Linked DNA regions of Mus musculus: regions 1 and 3 are each linked to region 2. A link is a contact called in public ChIA-PET data. All regions are on one chromosome and are shown on one strand. The core of a region is the stretch at or near the end of the contact, and the rest is flanking DNA. Distances in the headings are between cores, read along the strand shown. Region 1 has its middle 4.5 kb from the start of Gm33481. Region 2 overlaps Ifngas1 (Ifng antisense RNA 1). Region 3 overlaps Gm32663 (a long non-coding RNA gene).

The links. ChIA-PET counts read pairs in DNA pulled down with a chosen protein or histone mark.
Region 1: a contact with region 2 is called in an RNA polymerase II ChIA-PET map of memory CD8 T cells, with 38 read pairs. The contact joins two enhancer-like sites. A contact is called at or near these places in 1 of 115 datasets of contacts at active chromatin or transcription factors (memory CD8 T cells) and 1 of 9 other capture datasets (embryonic stem cells).
Region 3: an RNA polymerase II ChIA-PET map of memory CD8 T cells shows a contact between it and region 2, with 12 read pairs. The contact joins two enhancer-like sites. A contact is called at or near these places in 1 of 484 Hi-C or Micro-C datasets (LSK cells), 1 of 115 datasets of contacts at active chromatin or transcription factors (memory CD8 T cells) and 1 of 9 other capture datasets (embryonic stem cells).

What each region holds. Positions count from the first base shown.
Region 1 is chr10:118,795,009-118,798,670 of GRCm38.p6, reverse strand. No RefSeq gene overlaps it. Among named protein-coding and RNA genes, the nearest start is that of Gm33481, 4.5 kb to the right of the region's middle. Within about 2 kb of position 1,925, at least 82 of the 459 cell types and tissues checked have an H3K27ac peak or open chromatin away from gene starts, as enhancers often do. A contact at or near this core is called in memory CD8 T cells, where this site is marked.
Region 2 is chr10:118,532,528-118,535,878 of GRCm38.p6, reverse strand. The region is part of intron 1 of Ifngas1 (Ifng antisense RNA 1); the gene reads left to right. Among named protein-coding and RNA genes, the nearest start is that of Ifngas1, 22 kb to the left of the region's middle. Within about 2 kb of position 1,583, at least 4 of the 459 cell types and tissues checked have an H3K27ac peak or open chromatin away from gene starts, as enhancers often do. A contact at or near this core is called in memory CD8 T cells, where this site is marked.
Region 3 is chr10:118,049,078-118,052,700 of GRCm38.p6, reverse strand. Gm32663 (a long non-coding RNA gene) reads right to left here. Exons shown (of 6, transcript XR_003948955.1): 2 at 75-176. Among named protein-coding and RNA genes, the nearest start is that of Gm32663, 38 kb to the right of the region's middle. Within about 2 kb of position 2,295, at least 96 of the 459 cell types and tissues checked have an H3K27ac peak or open chromatin away from gene starts, as enhancers often do. A contact at or near this core is called in memory CD8 T cells, where this site is marked.

The DNA of each region.
Region 1 (3,662 bases), core at 676-3,175, 260 kb before region 2:
ATAAAAAAAGAGAAGTTCACCGAGCAGTGGAGCTCAACTTGACATGACCCACCATAAACAAATGAAATTCTCAGGGACCCGGGAAGGCACGTGACTTTAGCCTTGGGTTCAGTCTCTCGCCACTTGCACATCCATCAAACCGGCTTTCCTATGTCACACGCCATGCTTGGGTGGCCCCTTTCATATTCGCTTTACGGAGCTGGCCACATTCCAATTCTCGTCCATTCCGTTTTCATTTCAACTGTAAGTTTTTCTTGTGTTAGTAAGTTTTCCTCTGGATATTCTTTATGAGGGCCCACGAACTCCCAAAGGTACTTAGTTCATCTTCATGATGGGATCTCCTGGGAAGTATCTCCAATATTAAGAAATAATGGGGAAGCTTATGCTATGGCTAAGAATGAGAAATGTCAAAATGTACACCTGTTTATTCCCTCTTTAGGATCACCTCCCCCGAGCCAAACCGTAAGCTGGCTCTCATTAAAATGTGACATTTATCTTTCCAATGTGAATTTATCTTCCTATGGTAAGAATAGAGGAATTCTATTCATGTATTTCATTTCACAATTTGTTGCAAAATAAAATAAATACAGAATAAGATAAATGGTAACTTTAATGAAAACCATAGTTTTAAAATAAGACCTTTCTTAAGTACAAAAAACACTGATGTTGGAAAAAAAACCCTAAATAGTTAATAAGATGGTAGCGTAACCCTGCTGCAAGCGTATGCTCACACACATAAAGCCTTCAGTATAATAAACAAATAATTCTAACATTCTGTGAGAAGGGTTTGCATGAAAGCAGCTCATCAAACTCTGTGATGAGGACTTTGATTGCGTGAACACAGAAATCACAGACAGCCATTTCTGCACGTAGACAGTGAACACAGTAGACTTTGGTGGGTTAGGAAGGACTAGGAGGGTACTCAATTGAATTTTCCTTGGTTCTTGTTGTTGTTGTTTGGTTTGTTTTTCAGACCAGTTCTAGACAAGTCCATCAGTTGAAGGTTCAGGTTCTAACAGGTTAAGCATGCATGAGTCTTCAGGAAGTAAACTCTGTCTGTCCCAGCCAAGGCGTGATGTCCCAATGTAGACAGAGGGGACCCTTGCTCCCTTCCTTTCTAAACAAACAGGAAACACTCAGTTCATCTAGTGTGAAAACTACCCGTGGATAAAGACTTTCATGGTCACTAGCCATGACCTTTTGTGGTTATCAAACACAGATAAAACTTTCATGGTTACCAAACACGGTAACAACTTTCATGGTTACCAAACATGGGTAAATCTCTTGATGACTTCACAAACACAGTCAGTTGGTAACCCATCGTCCTGAAAGCCAGTTTAATTCTGTTTCTGACACTCTCTGTCACTTAGAATACGAGAACTGAGTAAATGCTCATATTTAAAAAAAAAACATAGGTCTTAAAAATAAAGTATTTTATCTCTTTAATATGCTCCTTCAAATGTAGAGGGGTGAGTCTAGGAGAGGACATTAGAGATGAACACCAGTACAAACCCTTTTCAGAAGCACGCAGATAACGATGGAGAAACATGCAGATGTCTTCCGTAGGTAGGGAGTGAGAAACTCTTGGCCAAGTCCCTTGTTGTTACTTCCCACACCATCAGGAAAAAAGATTGTCTGATACCCCCATTAGCTAATTTCGTTGTTCTCAGTATATAACATTTTCTGTAGCCGCTTTATTTTATTTTTATTTGGGATGAGGTAGTTTTAACAACCCACCAGAAGATGTAAACATCTGGTTTCCAGAAGAGGAAGTGTGAACACCAATACCTCATCAGCAGCACTATGGAGTCATGTTCCTTCTCATTCTGGATCATCGATCTTTGAGGGCTTTCTCTTGGATAGAGGATGTCCAGTCCCAACCCTTGTGATTCATAACCAGGGGAAGAGCTAAAAATCAGGAACCAAACATAAGCCACGGTCAGAGAGGCTTCTGAAGGAAGGTTTCGGTTGCTTTTCTCGTTGTTGTGACAAGACATCTAACAGAAGTAACTTCAGGAAGGAAGTGTTTACCATGGCCGCCTGGAGCAGCAAGTCCGCTGGCCCACTGAGCCGTCTCCCCAGGCAGAGAGCTTGTTTCTTAAGTGACTATTTGTTCTATTCTCTGAGGACTGAAAGTAATACAGGCCTGGGTGAGTTTACTTAGCCTTTTTGGTTTTCTTGGGGAGGGTTTGAATTGTGAAAGACACACCCTTTGAGGGCCTACTATGTGCCAGTGTCTTTCCCATGACTTGGTGTGTGCCTGGCAAGCAATCTACCACCAGGGTTTATTCGTAGTTTACTAACGTCTTTCATACACACTGTTTAGCATTTACAAAACTCTCTGAGGTGGATAGGGTAGCCTTCATTTCTGATTTAAATCCCATGTAGCTATTCTGAGGTGCAGGTGAAATATTCCAAGTTAGCTCTGGGGTCAGACTCAGTTCTCCTCACTGTACATCAGATGGGGTTGGAGCTGCCACTTGACCTCTGCAACCATCTGAGAAGCTGACTTGATAATGAAGAACATATTTGTCTCAACTGTGGATGAAGACATCACTAGCCAAAGGGCAGAGGCCATAGGATTGGCCCATTTTTAAGGCATCAATTTTCTGCTGGTACCATGAGTCACAGTTGTCCCTCTGGGACAGCACCATGTATCTGAATCTACTGGCTTAATAATTGAGCGTTAATGAGTTAACGTTAATGAATGTTCGTGATTGCCCTGTCTGATGCCCCCTACAGCCACAGACGTTATGACCATGGCCGATGAGAGCTAAGTGTTTTCCAAAAGAACAAGACTTCTTAAATGTAAGACTCTAAAATACAGGCTTGTGTGGGCGCTGTCTACATTTTGGAGATGAGCTTTGGTCTTCCTAGTCTGGTCCTGTAACAGAGTACCCTCTTTACATCCTAATGTTTGCTTCTGAGGGCTATACTAGCAGCGAGTAATCAGGTGTGCTGGTCTTTGAGCTCTGTGACTCTGGAATCTGAGGATTCTGGATCCTCTGGAAGAGCAGCCAGAGCTTTAAACATCTGAGCCACTTCTGCACATCTCAACCTCTTACTTCTATAACTCAAGGTATCAAAATACTAAAGAACAAACAGACCCGGTGCTATCAGAATTCACTTTCTCAACCATAAGGTCTTTTGAGTATAAATAAGCTTTAAGATGAAGGGGGGAAAATGACATCTACAGAGAAGTTCAAAAACATTAAGAAGTTACGAGAAAGGTCCCCCAAAGTTAATTGCAATATATTGAACATAAACATCAGCAAAGAAGCAAAAGGATTATGTCATTATGCAATATGGTCACAGGTGCCAGCAGTGCTCTGTCCTCGTACATGTTCCTGCATGGCCCGACATGGTCACTCCACTCCCATCAGGAGAAAGACCTAATGAGATCACAGGGACAGCACTGGCTCAATTGGCTTGAGAACATGTCCAGAATGGTGCTGACTAATACACCAGGAACTAGGGCATAGTCTAGAGTCACCGGGCATGGGCTTACACAGAGTAGACTGTAAGGATGTTCAGAGAAATGTGGCTGACTTGAGAAGTGAGAGGTCATGCAATCTCTCAAACAGTTGTGCTTTTCTCCAGAAATACATTGATTTTTAAAATAAGAGCATGCCATTAGCATTGGGCATTGTGACTCATGCCTG
Region 2 (3,351 bases), core at 334-2,833:
GAACCACTGCTGCTTAGCCTGCTAAGCCTACAAAGCTAGAATGTCTCATAGAGAATGATAGAGTTTGAGTGGAGGACACAACAGCTTCCTAAACCCTCTGCCCCTGGTAGCAGTGTGAGAGGCCAATCCGTATGCCCTGACATCAAACTCTTCTGTCTACTTTATTTCTGGTCTCTAGACTGAAAGCTCGGGTTGTTTTGGTTTTGTTTCTTGCTAAGTTTTTTACTCTACATGTCAAGTGTCAGTTTAACTGAGGACCTAAAAATAGCGATGTGTTTCATAAAGACAGTTTTATATGAGTGCAAATGTGTTTTGACTACATTTACCCTCCCCTACACTCAAACACACACATACACACACACACACGCACACACACACACACACACACACACACACCATCGACTGTCTCTATTCATTCTCTCCAACACTCTTGTTTCCATCTTCGTGATAAGGACCTGATAAATTGGCTAGTAAGGGAAGCCGCTTTCATTCTCCTGCCACGACTGGATGGATGGGTTTGTCAATAACGCATCCTTATGCTTTGACCCACACACAATGGGCCTTCCCAATCCCACCAGCATTCTTGAGTTACTCTAAGTTCGGTACCGTGAGAGTCGTGTATGAAGGGAAGGGTGTGAGTAGATTAGACACAACAGAGAAGTGGCAATTGAAGATGAGAAAGGACCAGGGAGATACTTGTTGCACATAATTTTAAAGACATGCTTGCTCCAGCTAGGCTCTGGGACTAGCCGCTGCTCACCGGCCATCTAGTCAGCCACCATGGCTAGCTAGTGCTTTCCCAAGATCCCCTGCTATGCTCTGAGTACCACTGCTGCCTGTACTCCCAAGAGCTCTGCCCATTCCTCCTTGCCAGGTGCTGCAATGGCCATCTCACCTAGCTCCCTTTAGCCCTGTGAAAGGAAACCACTAGAGGCTTTTATATTTTGGAACTGACTAGACAACTCAAAGGCTGGGTGAAAATATCCTGCCTTATCCTCCTTGACCTCCCCTCATGGCAGAGGCCACAAACTATCAGTCCCCAAGAGTTGCATGTCTGCTCTCTGCTCCACAGTCTGATCCAAACTCCCTGCATCCCTATCTCTTCCTGTCCAGCCTGGAAGTCCTGCCTTATGCTTCACCCAGCCACTGGTTTCTGCCGTCTTTATTGACCTAATCAACAATGAGGCAACCTTCCCTTCCCTTCTCTTACAGCTACTGCCTACAGTTCTCCTTTTACCAGAGGGAGAAGAATAAAGGGGAGTTTGTATAGTTTCGTTTCTCCTAAGGAGATTTCATGGGGAATCATGTCAAAATTGCTGGTCCCACCTGCGTTAATGGAATGGAGACCCTGCACAGGTCCAGCTGCTCTGGTTCTGTGAACTCGGATTCAGCTAATGTAACTGATGTACATTTAGATACCACTGAGCATACCTGCTGCCATCTTGTCGTATGCATAAAATAGCCCAAGCATGGGGGCCTTTCCAGTAAAGAAAGACAATCAGGATGCGCAGAGGGTGGGGAGGGCTCTGTCATCAAACACAGAAGGAAAAGCAGCCTGCGTTGCCTATAAACAACAAGAGCTTTGCTCTTTCTGTGGTATCTGGGGTTTTGGTTTCTTCAGAGCTCTCTTGGGGGAAAGGAAGGAACTATGAACGGCCAAGCAGACAAACTAGATGAAAACAAGATGCAAAGAAACTATGGAAGGAGAAAACTTGAATGGCGCGGCCTCCTCAATGCAGGTGTGAGCGCTCCCACCACCGTGGTGCCTGGGATTGACTCAGAGCCTGTGGATGGCTGAACAGGAGACTGTGGTCCTAGTCTATAAGACTCAGTAGTGGCAACACTTCTGCCCAGGAAAGATTTTGGGTAGTGTAACCATGACAGGGGCTACCTCCTTTTCTACCAGCATCTGCTTCTCGAAGCTAAAAGGCCCCCTCCCGATGTGTATTTTGTTGTTTTTTTTATTAGTTCTTTGACAGTTTCAGTGTCATAGTCGATCATATTCAACCCCCTTATCCAACTCCTTTAGGGCTGAGCATTTTATAGTCCCCATTATCTGTGCTTTGGGCATTTGTGGGTCACTGTGTTACTCACGACGTATACAAGGAGAAGCTCTTCAGATGAGGGCTGATCAAGACTTATTGATCTATGGGTTTAATAAGAAGTCATTAATACTCAGTTTAATACTATGTCCACTTGGCAATATAGTAGTAGTAGTATTAGTAGTAGGAGTAGTAGTAGTAGTAGTAGGTTTATTACTAGGGCCTATGAGCTGTCTTGACATAGGTTCTTAACCTAATAATGGTATGAGGTAATAGCTTTATGAATCCAAACAGACCCTTGTCTCCAAATTACCCAAAGGTAATAAAATAAATTCCAGTATTTTTTATTATACATACTTATACAGTTCTCATAGAAACTTAGTACTTAAGAAAATTATGATTTAGAGAAAACAAGACTTTTAATATATCAGTATTAATTTCTTCAACATATCAGTATCAAATTTGAGTGTCATTGGGTTTTATTTATTGTGTTCAAATGTTTCATTTTTAAAAATGCTATGTAAATTTCAATTTTTAAAAGCAATTAAATGAATTTTGACTCTGATTAAGAGAGAATTTCCAACCGTTTCTGAAGGGACCCCAGATATGCCTCTGCTATTTTGTACTTAGCATTTATACAAAGCAGTGTTCTCTGTACTAACTGCTATAAAATCTAAATATGATTCCACTCTGAAAAACATTGAATATCCTCTGTGCCCTGCAGGATCAAGTATTCAGCCAAGATTTCTTATTATAAAATATACAACTAATCTATTCATTAGTGTGCAAATTTTTCTTTCATTTTTAATGAACATAAAAATTATTTGTACACTCAGGAATTGTTTTAAAATAAATGTCTCTGTAATCAAGTGCATATTATCAGTATGTACCTGTTTGTACATGTATCTTTCTAGATATTCCTAGAACTTTTTCTGCTAAAGGGGTTGAGAGGAAACTCTTAGGAAGCCTCCAGTCCACCCGCCTTCCTTTCTAGCTTGTGGATGCATCAAGCCTCCACAAACCCATAACCCAGTTCCTTGAAACCAATCTGCTACCATGCATACACACACACACACACACACACACACACACACACACACATCCCCACCACCACCATCACATTGGTTCTATTTCTTTGGAAACCCTTACCTCTGAGCAATGCACCAGGTAAGTGTTAAATGATGGCAAAGTAAAATGGAGTCTCTCCATGTGGGCAAACTAACTGTACCAAGTAGGCAAAAGCATAATAAGAAGTAATAAAACAGAGACAGATTTTGAGGTAAAAGGCAGTTAAGAGCTGGACGCAGCA
Region 3 (3,623 bases), core at 1,046-3,545, 480 kb after region 2:
GATTGCCATCAGACTTAGCCACGCCTACTGTCAGAGAGCCCACCTATAGGGACGCGACACTAGGAAAAACGCACCGTGATCCTATGCCTGTGGGTTGTAGAGCAAGGGTTGAAGCCAATTCATCGATTCTTCTTGCCGCTCCATGTATGTGTCAGCCTTTCTCACAATTCCAGAGCCTAAAATGACGTCAGACACCTTTGTCAGCATGCGTGTCAGAGGTTGCAGACGCCTGCTCATATCCTGCAAACAGCTAACAAGCTTTCTGCTGACCCCTCATCCGTGACCCTTTTCTACACGTAGGGCTGAGGTGCTGGGTCAGGGATGAAAGGGCGACCACCTCCAACCTGACCCATAGGAGCGATCTGGGCGGCCACGCTTAGATGCTACTGAAAGATTACAGAAGGGTGTAGAAGGCAAACAAGGTTAGAAATGTCAAACATTCAGCCTGGGGGGAACATGCAGCCTGGAGAAAGAGGAACCGCGGCCTGGGGGGAACATGCAGCCTGGAGAAAGAGGAAACGCAGCCACTAAACAGCAGTAAAACAGGCAGAAAGGGAAGCAGAGGACATCGTGCAGATAGGATGAATTCGGATCCTTTCAGACAAAATGTGTCAGAACATTTCTATCTTTCTTTTTTAATGCTGACTAATTTGAATTGGCAATGCCTTCTTTCAGTGGGGTTAGATTCCTCTCTCCTATCCTAAATTCCGGACACCAATTTCCTCTCCGCCAACATCCTAAAGAGTATCAATTTCTTGGCCATCTTGCTTGAATATTTCATAGAGAAACAAATACATTCTTTAATTTTGTTACCTAATTTTTAAAATTACCCTGTTTTTTTTTAAATAAAATATCTTGGTAATCTTTTGACGTGTATTCATAAAGAGTATTGCCATTTTATGGCGACAGCATATTTCATTGTATAGGATGCCCATAATTTACTTAACTACTTCCCTGTTGACAAATATTTGCATTGTTTCAAATCTTCTGCTCTTACTGTAACACTGTGAGCATTTCAATCACTCTAGATAAATAAGTCTATAGAATAAATTCTGACAATGGCGTTCATGAGGTGAAGTATTCAAGATATACACAATTTTAAAGGCTGATTCCAAATAACTGTTCGTGAAGTTATACAAGTTTATTACCCCACTGGTAATGTCTGAGAACACCAATCTCCTCATATCTGTTCACATTTGACTTCCTTCTCACCATGCAACAGTGGTGCCCGACTTCAGGGTCCCAACTCTTTGGGAGTCAAATGACCCTTTCACAGGGTTCACCCTAGACACCAGAATATTTACACTATGAGATCTATACCACAATTCATAAAAGTGGCAAAATTACAATTATGAAACAGCAACAGAAATAATTTTATGGCTGGGGTCACTACAACCTGAGGAACCGTATTAAAGGGTCACAGCATCAGGAAGGTTGAGAACTGCTACCCTGCAACAGTAAAAATGACTATCTGGAGCAATTTGATTCCTAACTACAGCCGTATAAAGCTAGCTATCTCTTAATGTGTTTAACAAGGACATCCTCTTTTCTGTGGATTTTATTTTATTTTACACATTTTTCGCATTGGACTTGTGGCCTTTTTCCTATTAACTTATGAGAAAGTTCTATACATAAAGAAGATGAGACCTTGTTCACTAAACTGCAAATGTTTTCCGACTTCATATTTAATTTATGACTTTGTAATGGTACTTTAAAAAAAGGTGTTCTCTCTCTCTCTCTCTCTCTCTCTCTCTCTCTCTCTCTGTGTGTGTGTGTGTGTGTGTGTGTGTGTGTGTGTGTGTGTGTGTGTGTGTGTGTGTTGGTATGTTTATGTGGATGCCTGCAAGTGTCCACAGAAGCCAGAAGAGGTTGTCAGATCCCCTGCAATTGAAGTACAGGAGGTTGTAAGCCCACTGATGTGGATGCTGGACCTCTGCAAGAGCAGGCAAATACTGAACTGCTGAGCCATCTCTCCAGCCCCTATGTAGCTTCCTGCATTGCAGGAAACCGTATCCTCTGCTCACTTTCTGAAGCATCACACTGAATTGAGGTGAAAGAAGCTGAACCTTATTAGAAATGAGGAATGGGGCACAGCCAAGGAGGAACCACACCCTTCATGGTTTCTTCTTTCATTCGACACCATCACTACGTTCTGGTACTAATGCTGCCACAGAGCTCAGCCCGCTGACTAGACAAAAATCATCTCTCATGACATCAGCCACCACAGTCCAAAGGAAGACAGACTTCCTGGCTGAATCAGAGAGAAATTGATGCTCTGAGGTCTCCAAAGAATGCAGTGACCACAACAGATTTCCTTATTCTGAAGCTACCTCCTCAGACCATCCAATTATAAGAGTCCAAAGAATCAGCCTGCAGATGACTTGGTAACTGAATGAGCAAAGAAAAGAAAGAAGGGGGGAAATGACTAATGGAAATCACACTGCAAGCAAGGGGTGTGCCACACAGGACCCAAATTGCCGGCAGCAGATAAGCAAGTAACCTTGGAACCTTTCTCGAATGAGGGAGGAGGGAGCCCTTTTCAGAGGATCACATATCAAACGCAATACAGAGGCAGTGGTGGGAGGGATGATACTTCTGTTGTTATTGTTGTTGTTGTTGTTGTTAACATTTGTTTATTATTACATGTAAGTACACTGTAGCTGTCTTCAGACGCACCAGAAGAGGGCGTCAGATCTCATTACGGATGGTTGTGAGCCACCACGTGGTTGCTGGGATTTGAACTCAGGACCTTTGGAAGAGTAGTTAGTGCTCTTAACTGCTGAGCCATCTCTCCAGCCCCACGATACTTCTTTTAAGGGTTTAGGAAGAAAACTAAGCAGTTCTATAACAATACCAAGAAAATGGGCCAAGACTGTTTGCAAAAAGAATGTTTCCTGCATTTCTCAGCCCGATCTGTGGCGGTTTCGGAAAGCCACCAGCATTCTGTCTCATCTGAACCAATTCTGCTCCTGCCTTGTAGGATCCTGGGAGCCTTACCCTTGTTCACCACCTAGTCCAGTCCTCTACAGTCTATCGGCTCTCTGTGTGCTTCCTTTTTCTCCGACTGGCCTCTCTATATATAACTTTTGCGCTGGACCCTGGCAGCGCAGTCCCAAAACCTGGCAGAGCAATCTTCCCCATGCCTTGGCTTCCTGACCCACGTTCGGGCGCCTGTTCCTCCTGGAACACTGCCCTGAACTTCAGCCTCCTTGGCAAGGGCACCAGCAGCCCTGCCAGCATCCTGTTCCTCTCGGAGACAGGACAGAGTTCTTTTCCAACCCGGATGGTACTCCAGGCTCCTCTATGGTCACTCTTCTCTTCCTGAGCACCAACTGAATATTTCCATTTGCCATTGTTCCATCCGGTCCTAGTATAGATCTCCCTCCCTCTCCTACGTGGGAACTCACAGATACCTGTGTCAGCAAAATCAAGTCCCGATTCATCACACACCAACTCCACCCACTTTCAACCGTAAGTGTGTTTATTAAAAACAAGAAAATCGGAGGTCCAAAAACTCCAGGTTTGATTAATCCTGCAGCCCGCGGTTGTCATGAAGGATCTGAGACTTCTCTCTTGGCTCTGCTAAATGTGCTGCCTACTTTTCAGAGAGCTGCATAGCAGCG